Linked DNA regions of Mus musculus: region 2 is linked to region 1. A link is a contact called in public Hi-C data. All regions are on one chromosome and are shown on one strand. The core of a region is the stretch at or near the end of the contact, and the rest is flanking DNA. Distances in the headings are between cores, read along the strand shown. Region 1 has its middle 18 kb from the start of Nhsl1. Region 2 overlaps Nhsl1 (NHS-like 1).

Region 1 (4,582 bases), core at 1,131-3,630:
AGACAGGAGAGGAATCCAGACCTCCAGCCTTCTCTTTAAGCCTCCAAGAACTGTCTGTCCATCCCTTCAGTACCAGGTTGCCTGATGATGGTCAGATCAGTACTGAGGAAATGCCTTTCCAGCCAAGTTGTGTAAGACTTGCAGAGGGAAAGATGCTTCATCATGGCTACTTTTTCTTTCTCGTTTCTGCTCACTGCCCCCTTTCCTTCTTCTCCTTAGTGTCAAGGGAAAGAATAGTGATCAAAGCGAAGGGATCCAGAAACAACACCGTGCTACAGGAAAGAGGAGAAAATTAGGCTCTGTTGGAGCATCTCTGCCTGTCCTTCATAGTTCTCTTCCCAGACCCAGGGGGATCCATTTCCACAATGGCAGTTTTATGATGCAAACTGGAGCCTCAAAATCCCTAACAGAAAACTTGAAGGATAAGTTTTTCATTGCACTCTGCTCAGTAGTCTGCACTACTTTGTGGTTTGAGCACAACGATCTGTTGGTCCAGTGTGTATTTTATATACTACCTGCCAGCCACTTAGCAGCCACTTCGATTATCAGTTTAATTGTATATTGCTTGCGTTTAAACCAGTTTTATTTTACATAAGAATGGCTCCAAAGTGCAAGAATATTGATGCCAATATACACGAATGAAACTATAAAGAGATCCTCTTAAATGAGGTGACAAAACACAATACTTTTAGAGACGAGAGGAGCAGAAAAAAAGAGATAACCTCATAAAACCCTCACTGGAATAAACTGCTTTATTTCTTTTTTTAGTATACTTTGCTGTTACTCTTTTATCACTTTTGATCTATTACTGGGCATTGTTCATAGATTAAATTTTGCCATAGGTATATGTGTCTAGGGGATTACATGGGCTCAGTACCCGCTACGGTTTCAGATAGCTACCAACATTGTGGAGGATGGTGACTATAGTATCTAGATCCTGTAACACACATGCAAAGATGGAGCCAGGAGCAACCAAGAGCTTTACCAGACTCTGGGCCCCTCATTTTCTTTCTCTCTCTCTTTCTCTCTTCCTCTCTTTCTCTCTTTCTCTCTTTCTCTCTTTCTCTCTTTCCTTCCCTTCCCTTCCCTTCCCTTCCCTTCCCTTCCCTTCCCTTCCCTTCCCTTCCCTTCCCTTCCCTTCCCCCCTTCCCTTCCACTTCCCTTCCCTTCCTTCTTTCTTTTAAAGATTTATTTATTTTATGTGTATAAGTGTACTGTAGCTCTCTTTAGACACATCAGAAGAGGACATCAGATCTCATTGCAGATGGTTGTGAGCCACCATCTTACTGGGAATTGAACTCAGGACCTCTGGAAAAGCAGTCAGTGCTCTCAACCTCAGAGCCATCTCTCCAGCCTCACTTTCTATTTTTCTAATCAGGGTACCTCCCCCTCCCCCTCAACAGTCCCTCAGCCCTGCCCTGTCTTTGTACAGGACCACTTTTACTCTATTTGTATGTATAGCCATGTCTTGTGAAAATTAAAACATCCTTACAAGAGAAACTTCTTTTTATAATCTAGTCCAGTACATTCTACTTTGTTGAAATTGGTTCTTAAAATTTTTAATATTTTTAAATTTTTAACTATTCCCATCTTTTTGTGACAACCTAGTAGGCTTTTTTGTTTGTTTGTTTGTTTGTTTGTTTGTTTTTTGACAAAAATGTGCACATATAATGATTTAAATAATTGTTTAGCAAGCACAGATAAGATTTACAAGCCTGTGAGCAATCTCTGCCCTGTGTCCCACGATAAAGTTGGTGTGGCACATGGGCAACTTTTTACTTTGTGAAGTTAGGACTTTCTAAGTTTACTTCCCAAGGCTCAAGAAATGTTGAATTGGTGGGTAGGTGCACAAGGACTTAGCTCTAGTGTAAGTAGCCACCTAGTGGCAGCTGTCTGCATCTGACCAGGGTCCTGTGTTGAGTGAAGTCCTCTGATTTCTCCTCTGAGAAAGGCCATCTGTGACTTACAGGGCTTGCCTGGCAGCTTGGGGACGCGTCCCAACCCCTCCATATAGTCTTTCCTTTGTTGATGGGTGGGCTCCATTGCTGTACTTCCCTAACAATTACTGTCTATTGTCTTCATCTTCCGCGGAGAGGTGCTTTCAGCTCTGGCTGCCGCTCCTTAGGATTCCAAGCACTTGGCATTGGGCCCACACATCTGTAGAGTTACAAGCTCCTGAGGTAACTATGCATGGCCGTGGTTTACAAATACCAACACAGACTAGCACCCTAGGATCAAAGCATTCAAGGAAAATGTGCCAGTGTCCCACCTTGCTCCTCAGAAGAGGTAAGAAAGGACTTTTCCCCCCTCAGGGCCAGGGAGATTGAGAAGTCCGGGGAGCTGGCATCCGAGTTGGCCACGGAAAGTGAAGCTGTCAGGGTTTTGGCTCTGTTTAGCTCCATCCTCCCAAACACTTTGATGGTCTCCCAGCCAGCTCTGAAATAGCTGTGAATAGGAATCTGATTGTTGCGTGCCATGAAAGACCAAACAAACTGGCAATTTAGAGAAGTCTTTGTGTCACCCCTCCCTTGCAGCACCCACTTTCTCCACCCCCCCCCCAATAATTAATGTGATCAAATAACCCCCCTCATGTTTAGAAGCCCGAGATCAGCATATCAAAGGGTGGGAAGGGCCTGGCAATCCTTACCAAACTCGCTCTGAGGGAAACAAAACTTATTTGCATAGGAAGAGACTTCTCTCTCTTTGCCTACAGCTGAGGAGTTTCCCCATAACTCCCTGTTTTGGGAGAAAATTGGCCAATTCCCTTTTTGATTCAGTCATTTCCTGAAGGTAATTCCCGAGAGTTGAAGCTCTGGGTCCAAATCCCCTCCGAGGTGGGAATGAATTGACAAGTGGAAGCCCCGGCAGTTTACTAATTCATAACTCTACCCCCTCCTTCTTCGTGTTGCTAAACACTATAATCTGTGACCTGAAAGGAAGAACACTACCAGCAAGTAAATATTGAAAAGGCCCTATGAAGTATAATGTGTGTGAATTGTGCCTGGGGAGCCCGTCTGCTGGGATGAAGTTCTCATCTGCTAATGAAAGTGAGGCGGTGGTTTTACAGGAGGTTGAAAGGAAATACTTTTAAAGTGCTAAGGGCTGGAGTTTAGTGTGTGAGTATTCCGTGTGACTGAGCGCGCACTGTTGTGAATGAATGAACTCTGTGCCACCGAGGACCACTGGGAACCCTGAGAGGAAGTGGAAGCATGACTCACGGATGTGCTTGAACTGTGTATCAAGGTGTGTGTGTGTGTGTGTGTGTGTGTGCGCGCGCACGCGTGCTAACTTCAGAGCCAGATCTGAAGCCTGGTAGGAAGAAAGACCTTGGATCATAGCAAGGAGAGGGCTCCTGGCTTACAGCGCTAGGCTACTACCCACATCTGAGGACAGCGGCCCAGTCTCTTCTGTGCAGTCTCGGGCGTGCATCGCCTGTCCGGAGGATTCACATCACCCTCAAGACTCAGCCAGGCTGGATGTCACTCACGGTGGCTTTGTTCTAAAGGCCTCCAGATGAGATTTATCTAGGCATCTGGTAAGTGAAACTTTTAAGTTTTACAATTTGAACCAAGCTGCTTAAATGGAGCGAGGGATTTGGCTAGAGAAGCCCATGGAGAAGACAACACGCAGTGCGCATCCATTGGTAGCGAAAGTGGGGGCCACTGGGGACCTTTGGCCTCTGTCTCTCGCAGCATGAGTGCCGGGGCTTCCAGAGAAAGGCTCATGATTGTCTGGAGGCAAAAGCTTTTCTCCAAAACTCGTGGAAAGGAAACAGCTCCTTGCTCTCTTGCTTTATACGCTGTAGTGTATTTAGAAAATGTTCAGAGCAGCCTACTAAAACATCCGTGTTATCTGCCTGCCTGCCCCGCCCCATGTTTAGCGCTGCCTATGTGTTTCTACAGTGCTGATATTAAGGAGTTCCTTGGGTGCTACAGTTACCATTCAGTTATTTCTTTCTCTCAGGATAGATTGACAGGCCTATTTCTAAGTTACCTATGTCATTTTTTAAAAGGTGGTCATCTGGTTGAGTTTTGAGACAGTGTCTTATGTGTCACGGGCTGCAGCAAGCCCGTCAAGTAGTCACTGGTAGGCTCTGATCTGTGTCTGCCTGCAGAGTGTTGGGATCACAGGCATGTACCACCATGCCCAGTTTTTGGTCCTGTTTACGGGGTACTGGGGACTGAACCCAGGGACTTGTGCATGCTGCACAGAATTCTACCAACCATGTTATGTCCTTAGCTTACTTTGTTTTATGTTTTAACAGAGGGTTTTACTGTTTTCTTTCTTTAAAAATTTTTTTTTCTTGATTTTTCGAGACAAGGTTTCTCTGTGTAGCCCTGGATGTCCTGAAACTCACTCTGTAGACCAGGCTGGCCTCGAACTCAGAAATCCGCCTGCCTCTGCCTCTCAAGGGCTGGGATCAAAGGCGTGCGTCACCACTGCCTGGCTTTACTGTTTTCTTAAAGGTTATATACTAATTTGTTTTAATTTCTCATGATAATAATCATGCCTCCAAATGCTATCTGGATATAAGACTAAATGTTTAAATATTACTTCTTGGTTTCAGGGTCACGGTCAGTTA
Region 2 (4,582 bases), core at 746-3,245, 94 kb after region 1:
TGAATACTGTAATAGAGCCAAAGATGAATAACTTGTTTTCTTCCAGCAGCTTAAACCAGGCGGAGCGATAAGACGGTAGGAATAACTGGTACGAAGTTGAGGGTGGCGTTTCTGAGCCTCACCCTACCCTTGGGCTTAGGCTTTGAAACATAAGCTTAATCATTTCTCTGCTTCGTTTGAAATTCTCTTCTAGCTCTTGTTCAGACCTTTAATACCACAACCCGTGTGAAGTGACCCCTGCTGTCTATGTCACTGCACGAAATCACCTGTTTGTCCTCTTGTATGTCTTTACCTTACCATTTTTTTCTTTCTTTTTTTTTTATTGGATATTTATTTCATTTACATTTCCAATGCTATCCCAAAAGTCCCCCACCCACTCCCCCACCCACTCCCCCTACCTTACCATTTTTATGGGGAAGTTTGACAAGGTTCTTGAACTAGAATGCTAGTTTGCCCCCACCCCCAACTGTGCCTTCCAATCCAATCTTTGCCCTTCCGATCCATGACCTCTTACCTGGCCACTTCCCACTGCACCTCCTTGATAGTCCCATGGGTATCCAAATCTTCTCTGCCCTTCCACACATTCCCACAGAACAGCAAACAGCTTTAAACATAATTATGCTTCCACGTGTATTCACCCCCTAAACCAAGAACTTTAGTAACAGGACTTTGTCCTGGGTATCCTCGGCCCACAGTCCGGCATATAAGACTAGAAATACTCTTCCATCTGTGGAAGCCCAGGTCATCTGAAACTTCAGGGCGCAGAGTCAGAGCCAACAACTAGAAGGTTGTGGTAGCAAGAGTGAAATGAAGGAGACTGGGGGGTGGATTTCAGGTAATCCTGCAAACATAAATTATTTTATATTTTTAAAGGGCTGCAGCCATAAAAGGTGCAAGAGAGCAACTGTGGAAGGAGGAAGCCATGGGATGGGGTGGGGGAAGGGTGTTGGGGGATGGCCATCCTGGTGCTCCTGGGCAGGAAGAGTTTGAGGCTGTTGGATGGGTTACTTGGAAGCCATTGGTAACCTTTGAAAGAAGCAGTTGAAAGGCAGTAGATTTGGGAACAATGTACAGCTCCAGTGGTGTGACCTGTGTCTTCCTAGGGAATTGGAGAACAGTGGCTTGTAGTGGAATCAAATACCATGTGGTTCCCTTAAAAGAGAGGTGCTGGAGGCTTGGTGGAAATATGGCTCCACTGTATTAATTAGCCGTTTGGTGAGAAAGATGACTTCAGCTGCTAATCTGTGTTTGGTGCGTATACTTTGAGTTAGGTTGACTTTTTAAAAGTCACAATGATGCAATTGAAGCCACTTCTCTTTTTTAGTGTTTGGCACTCATTAAACACAGAATTTTTATCTTTAGGGAAAAATGTTTGACTTGAAATAAGGGCTTAAATCCCTTATTAAAAAAAAATAGAGAGGAGCAAAGTCAGAGATATGGGGCTAACAGAGTGGAAATTGTGGACAAACTACGCTGCTTAATGCCTCCCGTTGGACTTGATGTCTCGTAGTGACTACTTCATACACAGTGACCCTGACGGGTGCTTTCCTTGGTGCAGCCTGTGAGAGAGAAGTCAGTTGTAGGGGAATGTAAGCCATCATTGCTTTCAGTAGTAAAGAGGGCTCCCTTCCCCCATTTTTGATGGTTACTAACATACAAAAGATGGACCTTCAGATGATCCGGGTCTGAACAAAGCACCATGGATTGTCTAAACAAAGGCTTTTTGTTTTGTTTTTGTCCACAGCCAGTCTGCTGTCTCAGCAGTTCTGCCTTTACTCCTGATAAAGAAACCTGAGTGGCTCCTTTGCTTCAGTCAGTGTGGCAGAAAAATGCTACATTGAAGGTCCCTAGATAAGGTCTGCCCCGGCTCCCCATACAGCCCCAGTGTCTGGGATTGGCAGAGAATCCCTGTGGGCTACTTGATATTGAGTCCTCTGCCGATGGTCCTCAGCCACTGAGATAGCTGTCCTGATTCAAACGTGAAATGAATGTGAAAGGAGATCTCCTTCACTGTGGTTTTTCTGGCTGTGCTTGGCTAGGACTCCTGGCTTTCACACACTCCCTCACACTCATCTTGGGTGCCAGCCAGAAGCTTTCCACCCTCATTTCAACCAGATTCCATTCTGGAAGCCTTGTTAAATTAATTTGGAGATGCAATGAGAAGAGGCTGTAAAATTTGGCTTTCTGCAATGGTAAATGACATTTTAATAGTAATGCTCATGATGGTGTGTTTTTAAAAAAATGCGGAGAATTAATCTAGTGGCTTAGGTATTGGTATTTTCTTACTAAAGTCCCTTGCCTGCCTCATTAACTCTATAGGGAGATATTAATAAAATGGCTTTAAAGCTTTCTAAAGCTTTACTGCCATGTATTTTCTCATATATCTGAATTTAAAATTGCATAAGGATATTTGTGTATGCATACATACATACATACACACATACATACATACATACATATATAAGTATGCATGTGTATAAAATTACTTGTGTTCCTGAAGTTGCCTGTGGTGGTTAATGTCAGGGAGGGTGACCTTGGTCCCAGCACACAGGATAAACAGTGTGTGCTAACACAGGAGTCAGCAAGTTGACTTTCATTTGACTGTTGAATGATGACCAGCAAGCTGTATTTTGTTGAATACACTGTATAAATTGAAATGAAAAGTTGTATGGAATTAAGTAGAAATATGTTTTAGCTTGTTTCCCGTAGCAGAAAGAGCTATGGAAAACAAGTGTGGCAGTCTGTCATTCTCTCTTTCTCAGCCTTATTCTTCTCTTAAACTTGACTGATGTTTTCTCTGGAAGCGTGGTTTTCCCTTGGACACCTGTCTGATCTGGCTAGCCAGAGGCTTCTGGGATTTACCCATGATGCAGCCAGCTGTTTAATCTTAGCTCCTGGGTGGTTGGTGTGTGGTTTTTTATCACTGTGACAAATTGCATGATGTAGAGGACTTAGGAAGGAGAAGATTTATTTTAGCCCAGCATTTCAGAGGGCTCAGGTCTTGGTTGGATAACTGCATTTTTTCCCCTAGGCCAATCGTAAGCCAGAGCATTTTGGTGACAGGGCATTTGGAGTAGGCTGCTCACCTCACAGTTGAGAGAAACAGGGAGAAAGAAAGAGGCTAGGAAACAAACTGTACCCTCCAGAAGGTTATCTCTAGTTTCCTGGAGGAGTCCAGTCAGACCCCATATTTCACAATTTCTACCACCAAAATAGTCCATTCAATGATGAACCCATCAATGGATTATCCTCCTTTGGTTAAGGCAGAGCCCCTATGAGCCTGTCATTTTCCAAAAGCACCACTTCAGAGCCTTGTCTGGGGACTAGTCCTTTAATATATGTCTCTGGGGGACATTTCACTTACAAACCATAACAGTCTAACTGAAATTCTGAGACTCCATTCCTCTTGGTAGATGACCTGACCAAGCACGGAGTCTCATTACCCCATCCCACCTATTCTTGCTCTGCTCTTCTACAACTATAAGCTTTGAAAGGGCCAACTTACTGGAAGGTTATTAAATTCCATATTGATCCTCCTCCTACCCCTGAAGTGTACAGTGTCCTGAGACACTGATGATCTACAGACTACCAACTAGACACACAGGCCATATGCCTGGGGTAAACTAGGGTAGAAAGTCTGACCAAGGATAATGTGTAATAAACAATGGGGTGGGCACCTCTAGTTCCATCTGCTATCCTTTTAAGGGTTCACTACCAGGAGAATACAGGAAATCTTTATAACTTGCTCAGTACTTGCTACATACCTACAACTGAGCGAGTTCACTTAGGGCTTAGACATCTTAGGAAGACTTTGACATTTCCATTTAGAACACGGGAAGCCACTGGAGAAATCGAAACTTAAGAGTCATATAATCTGACTCATTGTTGCTCCATTAAGCTCTGTGTTCAAAGTTTGTAGATAGGGAAACAGGGGTGAACAGTTTCCAGGTAAGGCATGGTAATAGCCTTCAGGAAGCTGCCCCTGAGTTTGGAGTTGAACTGGGATATTCAAATTCAGGTCAAGACTATCACACATTTAAAGGACATCTTAACAATTTTTTTGAAACAGAACAGATAAAAGTAAATATGAGATACAACGTTCGTCTTCCCATACTGACCTGTAGCTTGTCAGCCTAATTCATCTTTGTCCTGTCTTCTTGCTAAATTACTGAATGATGATGTAAGCTCATCTCTCTCCTTTTGGGACCTTTAAAAATTCTGTGTGCGCGTGTGTATTTTATGCACAGGCAATCTCGCTACCCTTCCCCCTTAAAATAATTTCTTTTTTTTTTTTTTTTTTTTTTAAGGTTTATTTATTTATTATATGTAAGTACACTGTAGCTGTCTTCAGACACTCCAGAAGAGGGCATCAGATCTCATTACGGGTGGTTGTGAGCCACCATGTGGTTGCTGGGATTTGAACTTTGGACCTTTGGAAGAGCAGTCGGGTGCTCTTACCCACTGAGCCATCTCACCAGCCCTAAAATAATTTCTTACACTGAAGTACACACATAGTATGTCTCCAGCTGTAAAAATTCTATTGTTCTCTTTGGGGGGTCCCTGCTTCATACCCCCCCCCCCC

Evidence for each region. A called contact is a pair of places that touch in the nucleus more often than the background predicts.
Region 2: a contact with region 1 is called in a Hi-C map of cerebral cortex, with 2.5 times the contacts expected there. The contact joins two enhancer-like sites. A contact is called at or near these places in 4 of 484 Hi-C or Micro-C datasets (the C2C12 cell line, the HL-1 cell line, cerebellar granule neurons and 1 more), 2 of 115 datasets of contacts at active chromatin or transcription factors (embryonic stem cells and intestinal crypt epithelium) and 3 of 9 other capture datasets (adipose tissue, liver and pancreatic islet).

The regions. Positions count from the first base shown.
Region 1 is chr10:18,386,976-18,391,557 of GRCm38.p6, forward strand. It overlaps a transcript of Nhsl1 not described here. Among named protein-coding and RNA genes, the nearest start is that of Nhsl1, 18 kb to the right of the region's middle. Within about 2 kb of position 2,381, at least 49 of the 459 cell types and tissues checked have an H3K27ac peak or open chromatin away from gene starts, as enhancers often do. A contact at or near this core is called in cerebral cortex, where this site is marked.
Region 2 is chr10:18,481,011-18,485,592 of GRCm38.p6, forward strand. The region is part of intron 2 of Nhsl1 (NHS-like 1); the gene reads left to right. Among named protein-coding and RNA genes, the nearest start is that of Hebp2, 63 kb to the right of the region's middle. Within about 2 kb of position 1,996, at least 78 of the 459 cell types and tissues checked have an H3K27ac peak or open chromatin away from gene starts, as enhancers often do. A contact at or near this core is called in cerebral cortex, where this site is marked.